Regions from separate parts of the Sus scrofa genome. Here region 1 is linked to region 2. A link is a contact called in public Hi-C data. All regions are on one chromosome and are shown on one strand. The core of a region is the stretch at or near the end of the contact, and the rest is flanking DNA. Distances in the headings are between cores, read along the strand shown.

Region 1 (6,920 bases), core at 747-3,246, 280 kb after region 2:
ACAGGCACAAAGCAACTGCAACCCCATCACTTCCTGGCCCCTAAATTTCCAGGCAAGCCTGTAAAGTGTGGTCACTTAAATGGGTTTGACCGGCAACTTGGCCCAGCTTTCAAATTTGGAAACTTTTTGTAGTCACTGCCAAAAGTAAAAGTCTGCCTTGTACTGAGGATGGAGAGTGCCTTTGAACTCCATACCTGGTCCTAATCAGCCTGCAGTAGTGGAGTTAAAACTAAAAAGACATAGTTAATGGATGGGCATAACCTGGTCCTGGGACAGCCTTGGTGAAACAAGACAGTTTTAGATTTCTTTTTTTTTCTTCAATGTCCACACCTGTGGCATATGGGAGTTCCCGGGCCAGGGACTGAATTTGAGCTGGATCCTTTAACGCACTGCACAGGGCCAGGGATCAAACCCATACTTCTACGCCGATCTGAACCATTGCAGTCAGGTTCTTAATCCACTGCGCCACAGCAGGAACTCCAGCTTTGGATTTTTGAGGCTCCTTACCTGTGGGCTTTTCCTCTCACCTCAGACTTAGCTGGCAAGGGGTGGAAGTGATCAACAGAGTTTGGTGACAATTAATTTAGGTGATCAAGCCTCATTCTACTCCTCCTCAAATTTGCCACTGAACAATACCTAAAATTTGTAGTTCCCATATACTTGAAGCCCAGACCAAATGGCTCTGCCTGCCAACCCAGAGCATGCTTCCTGGGCATGCTTCATGCAAGGCACTCTTTCCTGCTGGGCCTTGGTATGACCCTAGGCCCAGCCCTAAATCCTTACCTCTAAACTCAGGATATTCCCAAGAGACATAGCTGTCTAGGAAGTTTCCTGTTTCAGATGTCAATTTTCTATCTTGAGCTGGGTAATTCTAAACGGCTTCCCTTTAGAAACTGAGGACTTCAGAATCTAATGAGGGGACAGAAAAGTTGACTATAATATTTGCTTTTAAATAGGCCTAAGGAGCACAATTTAGATAATAAACATTTTGAACATGCAAGCCAGTTGTCACAATGTTAGGAATATGAATTAAAATTTTGGATTTATTTGGTCAGATTATAGCAGGGACTGGTCCCATTTTGTGTTTGTCATAAAGAGGTATTAACGAAATGGCTCTTCTTACTTGAAACTGTCCACATTCTTCAAATCTTTATTCATTCAACAAATATGGGAGGTTTGCTGTGTGTCAGGCAAAGGTTATGTTCTCACAGTCATAGGTCTTTATAACCCACACAGCACTGATAAGAGTTCCGCCTTATGTAATAGTTTGATGCATTTTACTAAAGTGTTAAGATCCTTGATGCCTGGGATTTTGTCAATCATTTTTGTGTTCCCAATATCAATGAGCACAGTGCCTTGCACATAGTAGGGACTCAATTAGTATTTGAGAATTGAACTATGCTGCAAGGCTGTTAAAAGGCATTACCAAAAAAAGCACTACATAACTTGTTTTGATTGGGCTAAGAGTCTAAGGCAGAAATGTCAATAGGGTATCCTCGTTAGGCAAGTAAATAAATATTGAGTGTTTATAGGGAAAGGTATGTTCAGTTCATGAGTGGATGAAGCGTGCATAACTGGGTGGAGACGGGTCTGGAAGAAGCGTTGTTCATTTCCCTCTGGTCAGTCCAGAGTGATTGCGTAGAGTAACTAGAATTTCAGTCTTCTCTTTCTAAAGTATTCTCATCCCTCTCACCTTCCTAGAACTACCCCTCCTCTCTCTGCTTCCCAAAGGGCTGTGTCCAAACGACTCCACCTCAAAGTCTCGAGGGTATACCCTGTACCTCTCCAGCTCTGGTTCAAGAACTCTGCAGACCAGGGGCTTTGGGAACACGCGCCAGGAAAACACGGGGTCACGCTCCGGGCAAGCGCCAAACTGGCCTAGGCCGAGGGAGCGGCGCTAAGGGCGGGGCTCCCAAGGGGCGGGGCCGGGCGGGGCGAGGCGGGGCGCAGGAGGCCCGGGGCCGCTTGGGTGTCACCACCAACCCGCTCCGGCCGGAAACCGGCGTTTGTTTCCGGCCGGACGGCCGAAAACCAACGATCCTGAACCAGCCGCCGGAGTCAGAGTGGCGACCGAGTGTGGAGCAGGCAAAAAGCCACTGGGGGAGGCCAGTCCGGATCAGTCCCGTCTGGCTCCAGCTCCTGATCCTGTGCGGAGCAACAACCGCGGTCGCATTCTCCGCCGCCGCCTCCGACTCCATCGTCGTCGGGGGAGGGGCCGGCCGGACCCCGGGGTCACTGCCGTGGAATGAGGAGAGGCAGCCGGGCCCCGCGCTCCGCCCCGGCCTAGGGCCTTGCCCCGGGAGTCGCGAGGGTAACGGAGCCCCCCTCCCTGTCACCCTCCCCCGTCTGCCCCCGCCCCTCCCGCCTCTTCAGACTCCCAAACTCTGACCCTCTGATCGCCACGGTCCCTCTTCTCCTTTCTGATTATATTTCACCCAGAGCCTTCTCCTCTCGGCACCCCCTCCTCGCCCTTACTGTGCCTTGCTTCGTCCCAACCTTTCCCTCGTTACTCCTCCCTTTCACCTGCGTCCCGCGATCCAGCCCTCCTTCCCCATTCTTGGCCTCCCTTCCTCAACTGCTGGGCAGTTCGGACGGTCCTCCCTTATCAGCTAGACTTTCGGAGAGGGATGGTGGACTTTTAAGGTGGTTAGGAGTGCAGGCTACTACTCTCATAGTAGGATAAAGTTCATTTTAAAGTCTCAATATAAAAGTAGAATGAAAACAAGCTTGTTCTCCCTTAAGGATAGCCAAACTGAGGTGCGTCCAGTAATGGAGGAAGGGAGCGAAAAAGAAGTGTGTGTGTGTGTGTGTGTGTGTGTGTGTGTGAGTGTGAGAGGGAGGGAGGGAGAATGACTGATTCTACGGTAGGCTTATGAACTTTAGAAAAAAGAAAAGTTGCTGTGAGCCCGATGGAAACTTTAGAAGCTGATGATGAGTAAGCCGGGGGCTGCGTGATCTCACTCCTCTTCTCATAATTACTAGGTTAACGGTGTGGCTCTGGTCGGGATGGAATGGGATTTGTTTACTGGGCCGGCGTATTTTTAGCTTGTCGGCTCACAAGGAACAGCGCTCTGAGTCTCTCTCTTTCCCTCTTTCTTTCCCTCTCTCTTTTTTTCTAACCCCCTCTTTCCGTCTATGCCTTGGTAGTCTGTCTCTAGAACTTCGGTTGCTTCTCTGGGCAGAGTACAGATATAAAAATTAAGTTAAAAGAAACTGGTGAAATTTTATGTTGAGATTCTCCCGAGCTCTTCAGGGAGTTTTCATGAATGCAAAAACAAAAATTAGCAGGACTTTTCGTTTTAGTACATATATGCATAAAATACTTTTTAGAAAATATAGAAGCTGGTAATTGTTCAGTCTTTGGCTTCTCATACTTTGTATTTAGATCTTGGAGGACGCTGGCGCCCTTTGTCTTTCAACCTATTTCTAAAGTGAGAAAGGACAAAGTAGAGAGAAGAGGTAGTGGTAAGGCTAGTCCAAAAAGGTAGCTAATCTAAAAACCAGAAAATTTCCTTCCCAGTAAATGGGATTGTATTCCTGATGGGATGGAGAAGACAACAGGACGTACGCTGGGTGGTTAGGGAGAATGAGACTAGTAATTAAACATTTGCTTTGCATAATTTACAAATGAATACATTATAGGCAAACAATTATACTCTTTGTCCTCATTGTTCTTTGAGCCTTTCTTTTCAAGTTTAGTAATCAACCTGCTGTGCTAGTCTGTTGATATTTTGAAAGCTGAACAGTACTGTAAAATAAATGAAATGGTGTTGCTCATCTGGAAGCCGAATGCCAGTCTGTTCTAATTTCCACTAGCTACCCAGCATGCTTTGGAGCACCTCCCTGAGTTAGTGGCCAGTTACTATGTACTTAGAGATTACAAATGAATACAAATATTAGCTCATACTAGGAATAATTGAGAAGATAAATATGCTGAAAAGATATTCCAAAACTGAAATAGACTATTTTTTGATTTTTTTTTTCCATTTGGATTATCAGCACCTTTCTACCGATAATCATCCGTTAACATGAATAATTTAGAACTGAACAGATACACACTTTGGACATTACGTATTCAAGCAGGAAGGAAAGATGGAAGGAAGATAGTTTCCAAACTCCTACTATTTTTGTTGTTGTTGATGCTTGCTTTGACTTATCCCTTTCATTTAATGCCAAAGACTCCCTTGTGGGGAAAAAAAAAAGTAAACCTTTGCCAAAGAAAGGACTGTCTACTGACTTGTATAAGGCAGGCTGACCAGTAATGAATGTTAAATGTTAGTTGGACTTTGGTGTAGTTATGTTGCCAGCAGCTTGGAAATTCTCCTGAAGCTTTATTTCCTTAATCTTTTTCTTTTGGGATCCCAGAGTCTGTTGACTGTCGATAATTATTTTAATTTGTGAGTTGGTTGGTGCCAATATTAGTGATGATATCTAGCAAATTCTGTTTATATTTGTATTTAGCAACTTTCCCTAGTTGAACTACGTATGTTATTCCAGGGGTTGGGGGTGGGTATGGGAATTGAAGGAGTGAATAAAATCTAAGAATAAGTGTAGGGCAGCCCAATAACCCACCACTAGTTCCAGTTCTCAGAAAGCTTAGTTTGGGATTTTGAGATTCAACATATGTAACCAAGTGAATTATGATGGAAGAACTCTGTATTAAAAATAAGTTTTCTGGTTATTATGGGGACACTAAGTGCCACTTGTTAAAGTTTTAGAGCTGAATGTCTCAAGCATGCTAAGTATGCTGACAGAGGACATTATAAGGGAGCACCCCTTCTCCTTACCCCAGACGTTGATCCCATCAAGGGAAAAATCGTGAAACAATGCTTTGAAGTGTGACTTCAGCAGTATCTTTCCTATGCATACTTAGGAGTTGTGGAATGGCAGACTGTGGAATCTTCTTAACAGCCCCTGATAAAGCAGATAATTAAAATCTATATAACTGGAATGTAGATGCAGGACAATTTTATTATGAATGCCTGAATTGGGGTTTTTTAAATATGATAAATCATCTATTAATATTAATAAATCCTTACCAAATAATGATTGAACACTCCTCTGGATAAGGCAGTCTCCAAGCTCTGGTAACAGGCTTTGGGGAGATATAAATGATCTAAAAACAGGTGTTCTTGCCCTTGGGACAAAGGTGGTGTTGGGGAAGGCAGTATGTAACTGGGAAGGCAGGCTATTATTATAAGCTTTAACATTTAGGGAAAAACATAAACAAAACCAAGTTTAACCTGCTACAGATGAAGTATAAAGACTAGAAACCTTGAAGTAACAAAGTAAGAATGAGGTAAATTAGGTAAAATTTCTGAGTCAGTCAGATATGAAATGGATTTAGGAGGCTATGGATTAGATTCATTATGAGACATGGGCTATGGAGTTAGATGGACCTTAGTTCAAGTTGTGGTTCTGTTTTTTACTAAAGTGACCTTGGACAATTTACTTCTCCATCTTTATCTATATAATATGTGTGAACATTCAAGTAAATGAAATAGTTATTCTGTGTTAGGAGTAAAAGGAAATAAAAGATCTTCTGGGAATATAGAATGTACAGTGTGAAATGATGGTATGAATGACTAAGTTGTGTTTGTGGGGAGAATAAATGGGAATGACTGGAGAGAATGTGGGTTGATCAAGTCATGGGTAGAGCAGGCAAAAGGGTGGAGGGAAATCAGACGCCAGACTCTGTTGGGTGTTGATGAACGGGTCAATAGAGTCATTGTAGGTCCTTAAACAAAGAATAGATTTAATAAGAAGTATTGAGCCCTCTGGTCCAGGAACTCAGGGACAAGGAGTCATGCAGGCACCAGTACATTGTGACTGTCCTGTTTTTCTTCTAGGCCATCCTGGCCTAAAGGGATCAGCCAGGAGACATATGATTCCCTGTAGAAGTTTTTGTATTCACACACCTTACTGACTATGCTGAGCTCTGCTTGTGCCTGTCTCACATTGTACCAACCTGTGGGGATGTCACAAGACTATGGCAGGATTCTCTTTAAGAGCTTTTGGTAAGGACAGTGTCATGTTTCAAGTGCACTTAACTTTCAGTTATCTCTGCTATTGTAGGGAGCACTAGTTTAGGTGATTCAGGACTTAAGAAATTTCTTGGTTTGAAAATGCATTATTTTTATTTTTTTTTGTCTTTTTGCATTTTCTAGGGCTGCACCTGTGGCATATGGAGGCTCCCAGGCTAGGGGTTGAATCAGAGCTGTAGCTGCTGGCCTACATCACAGCCACAGCAGTGTCCAACCCAAGCTGCGTCTGTGACCTACACCACAGCTCATGGCAACGCCAGATCCTTAACCTGCTGAGCAAGGCCAGGGATCGAACCCACAACCTCATGGTTCCTAGTTGGATTCGTTAACCACTGAGCCACGATAGGAACTCCAAAAATGCATTATTTTTAAAACCAGACTGGTTTTAGTGTTTAGGGGGTCATACTGATGACTTTCCATTTCTAAGCCTGAATTACCTGATAGTGAGGAAAATACACTGTTGGTAAAGAACGGTCAGTCTTGAATTAAAGATTTTACCTTAGAAATCCATAAGATGAACACTCCATATGCGAGGTAATTAAGACTGGGCTGTGCTGAGTGTGTTAATGAAGACCAATTTCTTTTCAAAATCTGTGTGTTCCAGTGTGGCCTTTCAGGCTTTCTGCCCTATTCCTAAGAGCAGTTGGTAGAAGATGCCTATGTTGCAGCTTGAATAAGTCTTTACTCACAGTATCTGGAAGAATCCTAGTGCGTGATACTGCGTTGTTGAAGATTAAGCTGGCGTTTTCAAAGGACTTGGGTTTTGTCAAGCCTCTTCAGATGTTATCTCCTTTGAAAATCGATTAGATTTTTCCTCCTGAAGTAAACTTGTTTGAAAATATGGCCAATTTAAGGGGAAAAAAAATTAAAAAGGAA
Region 2 (6,151 bases), core at 206-2,705:
CCTTTTAGGAGAAAAGATATCTTAAAACTTTTTTTGCCCCCCTTGGGCCGCTCCCACGGCATATGGAGGTTCCCAGGCTAGGGATCTAATCGGAGCTGTACCCGCCGGCCTACGCTAGAGCCACAGCAACGTGGGATCCGAGCCGAGTCTGCGACCTACACCACAGCTCACGGCAACGCCGGATCCTCAACCCACTGAGCAAGGCCAGGGATCGAACCCACAACCTCATGGTTCCTAGTCGGATTCGTTAACCACTGAGCCACGACAAGAACTCCGGTACAGTCTAATTAACTTCTGCATTCTTGGTAGGTTTATCCTCTATAAGACCTGTTGCTAAACAGTGTATTTAATTTTGGTATAACCATATGAAGCTAGTGAAGTCATGAAACTAGGAGTAAAAGATTTTGTGTCTTACTGACATGTTATATAATAAATCTATGATGGCTCTATTTACCCATCATGAGACAGCACTATAGCTTATCAATTTCAACATGCTAACTGTTCAATGCTCAAAAGAAGGGTATTCAGACAACATAGGGAGTGAAGAAAGAGCTCTTCCATTTACTAACCTTCTGTCAAGCAATTCCTCTGAGCCTCAGTTCATTCATCTTACAAAAGGAGGACAACTGCCATAGCTATCTGGCACTTAATTCATTCAGTAAGTATTTACTGCACAACAACTAAGTGTTAATGTAGTGGGATACTGCCAAGGATACATACAACAGTGAACAAAAGAGACAAGAATCCTCACCTTAGAGGGCTTATATTCCACTAGAACTGAATCATAGATTAGAAAGTTTAAGCCGTTTGAAAATCCAAAGCAATAAACGGGGTACCACTCTATAAACGAACCGTATGCCCAAGCACTATACTTATGTACTCAATTTCAACCCATTCCCTCCATAATATAACGTGCAGACTAAACAGTCAGTGGGCAAAAATCAAACTTCCAAATAGTAACTAGCTTTGTCATTAATCAGACGTTCAACAATAACTGCGTGGGGCGGGGTGGGGGTGGTTACGGTGTGGAGGGAGAGAGAGGAAGGCAGAATGATCTCAATGAGCAGGTAGCAGAATCTAATCTTCTGAAGGAATTCCTTACTTCGTGCTCTTCTTTGCTACAAGTCGAATTTCCTCCCTTAAACCCTATCCTTTGCTTTTTGCTCTCTCCATCTCTCTGACCGGACCCTTTCCCCACCTTGTTCTACCCAAACTCATCTCAGAGGTAGTCTCCTCACCCTGTCCCTTTCCCGCCCCCGCCCTTTTCCTCTCAACAATCTCATTCCAACCCGTTCTCGCACAGAACCTGGTTCTTTCCTCAGCCTCCTTTCTGTTGAACCTCCCGCCTCGGTCCTCCCTTTGGACTGAAACTTAGCCCCAGCCGCTAGGACCCGAGCATACCCTCTCTGGGCCCGGGGCCACTACTCACCTCACAAACTTCAGCCCCTGAGACGGAGCCCGAACGTTACACCGGAACCGGAAACCCTCCGACCGCCCTACGGCCTGCCGTCGCTACCGCCACGGCTGCTGCCTCGCCACGGTCCCACAACTTGTGACGAAAGAGGGCGGGGCCCCGGTTCGCGCAGCCGTAGTAGCTACTTTTCCGCGGCGGAGCGCATGCGTGGCGGAGCCGTAACGATTTCCCCCGGCAAGCTACTTGGCTCCTTCGGTTCCCCGTGCTAAACCTGTTAACTACATTAGCGCAAAATTAATGTTACCTGAAGCATAAATTGAGCTGCTTGTAGTATTCCCGTGGAGAATAAGTGCGCTAAGGCTATGGCTAGAACTAAAAGCAGAGCTTCTGCGTTTGGGCTAAACCTGGACTTTCTGGTAGGAAGTAAACTTCAGAGTAGTGATCGTTAGTATTAACCACTCTCTCCTTAGCCTTTGTCCTTAACAGTGGTGCCAAGAGACCCAGAAAACCGACTAGTGTGGGAGGAGTCTGAAGATAGTACCCTCTCACACACCTTTGTTTCTTTCTTCCATTCATTCGCAAAACAAATAATTGCTGGCAGTCTAGTACTTTTTAGGCCCCACCTGCAGCATATATAAATTCGGGTTAGGGGTTGAATCAGAGCTGCAGCTTCTGGCCTATGCCACAGCCACGCAGAATCAGAGCTAGGACTGTGACCTACACCACAGCTCAGGGCAACACTGGCTCCTTAATCCACTGGGCAAGGCCAGGGATGGAACCTGTGTTCTCATGGATACTAGTGGGGTTCTTTACTCGCTGAGCCAGGACAGGAATTCCTAATCAACCATTTTGGTCCTCAACTAATCCTTACCTAACAAGCACCTTTACTTCTTGCCAGCTCCAATTATAATTCTTTTCTTTTTTTTTCTTCCTTTTTACGGCCTAACTTGCAGAATACAGAAGTTGCTGGTCTAGAGGTTGAATCGGAGCTGCACCTGCTGGTCTGTGCCACAGCCACAGCCACACTGGATCTGAGCCGCACCTGTGTTCTACACTGCAGCTTGCTGCAACACTGGATCCTTAACCCACTGAGCAAGGCCAGTTTGATGTGGGATCAAACCCACATCCTCGTGGATACTAGTTCTTAACCCCAATTATAATTCCTCCAATTATAATTTTTAATAAACAACTTATTTAACTACCTGTAAGCTTGTAAGCCTCCCCAATTTTGTAGTCCAGCAGAACACGATTCAAGTGCTTCTTAAACCTGTGTCTCCCTCAGTAAAGAACTTATATAAAGCTAAACTCATGAAGTTCCCACTGTGGCCCAACAGGATCACAGCATCTCTGCAGTGTTGGGATGCAAGTTTGATCCCTGGCCTGGCACAGTGGGTTAAGGACCTGGTGTTAGGCTGCAGTTGGCCCAGGAACTCCATGGCTTTCCATATTACTTAGTGAAAAATGCCCTACACTCCATTACTTCTGTGATCTCACTTGTTTTTTGTTGTTGTTGTTGTACCCGAGGCATGTAGAAGTTCCTGGGTCAGGGATTGAACTCACAGCACAGCAGTGACAATACCGGATCCTTAACCACTAGGCCACGAGGGAACTCCTGTAATCTCATCTACTGCTCTTTCCTTTACTCATTCAGCTCCACAGCTACAGAATCCTGACCCCTTGTTGTTCCTTGAACATGCCAAGTATACAAGGCCTTTGCACTTGTTGCTTTCTGCCTGAATTACTTATCATTCAAATAGCTGCATGGTTGGTTCCCTCACTCCTTTGGATTTTTATTCAAAATCTTAGAGAAGCCTTTCCCAACCTCTCTACTTAATTTTGAAGGCTGCTTGTCATAGTTAATCAGACCAATTTTTTCTCTTTTTTTCTTTTTCCATAATACTTATCACAGTATTAGTCCTAGATAATTTACTTATTATATTTATTGCTTATCATCTGACTCTCTCTACTAGAATGTCAGCTCCATAAAGGCAGGAATTACTGTTCACTGATAGATCTTAAATGTCTGCAGTAGCACCTAGCACAGTTAAATATTTGTTGAATTAAAGAACCACATCTTTGGAGTTCCCGTGGTGGCTCAGTGGTAATGAACCCAACTACTGAGGATGCAGTTTCAACCCCTGGCCTCACTCAGTGGGTTAAGAATCTGGCACTGCCATGAGCTGTGTAGGTCACAGACACAGCTTAGATCTGGCATTGCTGTGGCTGTAGCATAGGCTGGCAGCTACAGCTCTGATTCAACCCCTTGCTGCATCTGCTGCTGCTGGCCTACACCACAGCCACAGCAACACCAGATCTGAGCTGCATCTGCCAACTGCAGGTTTGATCCCTGGCCTCACTCAGTGGGCCAAGGATCTGGTGTTGCCATGAGCTGTGGTGTGGATCACAGATGTGGCTCAGATCTGGCATTGCTGTGGCTGTGGTATAGACCAGCAGCTGCAGTTCTGATTCAGCCCCTAGCCTGGGAACTTACATATGCCAAAGGTGCAGCCCTAAAAAACAAAACAAACAAACAAACAAAAAAAAGCCCAGAGAATAACAAGTATTGGCAAGGATCTGGAGAAACTGGAACTCTGTGCACTGTTAGTGGGAATGTAAAATGGTACAACCACTGTAGAAAACAGCATGGTGGTTTATCAAACAATTAAAAGTAGAATGACTCTATGGCCCAGCAATTCTCCTCTCAGTATATACCTCCAAAACCAAAGCAGAGTCTCAAAGATTTGTACACCCATGTTCATAGCAGCATTATTCAGAGTAGTGAAAAGATTGAAGCAACCTATGTGTTCACTGACAGATGAATAACCAAAATGCAGTATACACATACAATGGAATATTATTCATTCATAAAAAAGGAATAAATTTCTGATACATGGTACACGAATAAACCTTAAAAATATGCTAGGTTTGGAGTTCTTATTGTGGCTCAGTGGTTAAAAAACCCAACTAGTATCTGTGAGGACTGGGGTTCGATCCCTGGCCTTGCTCAGTGGGGTAAGGATCCGGTGTTGCTGTAAGTTGTGGTGTAGGTCGCGGACGTGGCTTGGATTTGGCATTGTTGTGGCTGTGGTATAAGCCGGCAGCTACAGTTCCAATTCTACCCCTAGCCTGGGATCTTCCACACGCTATGGGTGTGGCCCTAAAAAGACAAAAAAAAAAAAAGCTAGGTTAAGTAAGCCAGACACAAAAAGGCAAATATTGTATGATTCCATTTATATGAGGTGTCTAAAATAGACAAATAGAAAGTAGAATAGACAAAAAAGTCCCAACCTCCAGGTAATTAAAAATCTAATGGAGGGAGAAAGACACAATAGTAATAAATCACAACTTACAGAGAAATAAACTACTATGGAATTCTGCTGTGGCACAGTGGATTAAGAATCCAACTGCGGCAGCTTGGATCGCTGTGAAGGTGTAGGTTTGATCCTGGGCCCAGCACAGTGGGTTAAAGGATCCAGTGTTGCGGAGTTCCCATCGTGGCGCAGTGGTTAACGAATCCGACTAGGAACCATGAGGTTGCGGGTTCGGTCCCTGCCCTTGCTCAGTGGGTTAAGGATCCAGTGTTGCCGTGAGCTGTGGTGTAGGTCGCAGACGCGGCTCGGATCCCGAACTGCTGTGGCTCTGGCATAGGCCAGCGGCTACAGCTCTGATTAGACCCCTAGACTGGGAAGCTCCACATGCTGCGGAAGCAGCCCAAAAAAAAAAAAAAAAAAAAAAAAAAAAGGATCCAGTGTTGCCACAGCTACAGCTCGGATTCGATCCCTGGCTCAAGAATTTCCAATATGCCAAGGGTACAGCCATTAAATAAAAAAAGAAAGAAAGAAACTTAGAAAGTTAAACTCAAGAGAAGAAAAAGAGAATATGAGAAAGGAAGGGAACTCTCTTGCAAAAGGAGTCAGAGAAGGAATCTTGGAGAACATCCAAACCGAGATCCTGGTGTACAGCTGAGGAGAGGAGAAAACAGCATGTTCTGTGATCCTGAAGTACATCTGAAGAGACAAGTAGCTAGAGAGAAAAGCAAGGTTCAGTCAGGAACGGCCTTAAATGCCATGTTAAGTGGTTTAGACTTTATCTTGAAAGTAGTGGGAACTAATCACTAACTTAAGCAGCGAAGTGAAAAGGGATCAAAGTTGCATTTTAGAACAATCACTCAGGCTGAGGTGTGAAGGCCAGTCAACAGGGATGCAAGGAGATTGTTCTATGGCTATTGTAGTAATAGAAGTAATAGAAGAGTTATAGTAATAGAAGAGTTATAATGATAGCTGGGACTAGAGTTGTGGCATTTAGTCATCGAGACAACCAGAAGGGATTAAATGGATTGTGACGACTGAGTGAGCAGGAGGTAACAATGATCAGGTTTCTGGCACAAATGGGGGATTATTAACTGCTAACATTTATTAAGTTCTATGTGCCAAACACTGTGCTAAGTATTTGAGGTGTTTATCTCATTTAATCCTTACCACAAACCTGTAAAGTAGGTACAATTATCCTCATTTTACAGGGAAGAATAGAATTTATGTTATATAAACTTGCCAAGATGATGAGTGAATCTAGATCTTTCTGACTATAGAGTTCCCTGGTGGCTCAGCAGGTTAAGGACCTGGCATTGTCACTGCTATGGTTCTGGTTACTGTTGTGATGTGGGTTTTATCCTTGGCTCAGGAACTTCCACATGCCTTGGGCAGAGCAAAAACAAACAAAAAAATAAATAAAATAAAT

The links. A called contact is a pair of places that touch in the nucleus more often than the background predicts.
Region 1: a Hi-C map of liver shows a contact between it and region 2, with 5 times the contacts expected there. The contact joins the promoter of OTUD7B here to the promoter of PRPF3 in region 2. A contact is called at or near these places in 1 of 5 promoter capture datasets (fetal liver), 1 of 47 Hi-C or Micro-C datasets (liver) and 1 of 2 datasets of contacts at active chromatin or transcription factors (skeletal muscle).

What each region holds. Positions count from the first base shown.
Region 1 is chr4:99,052,430-99,059,349 of Sscrofa11.1, forward strand. OTUD7B (OTU domain-containing protein 7B) reads left to right here and starts at 1,997. Exons shown (of 12, transcript XM_001925669.7): 1 at 1,997-2,311.
Region 2 is chr4:98,770,176-98,776,326 of Sscrofa11.1, forward strand. PRPF3 (pre-mRNA processing factor 3) reads right to left here and starts at 1,456. Exons shown (of 16, transcript NM_001135965.1): 1 at 1,430-1,456. LOC110260326 (a long non-coding RNA gene) reads left to right here and starts at 1,598. Exons shown (of 2, transcript XR_002343444.1): 1 at 1,598-1,830; 2 at 2,368-2,619.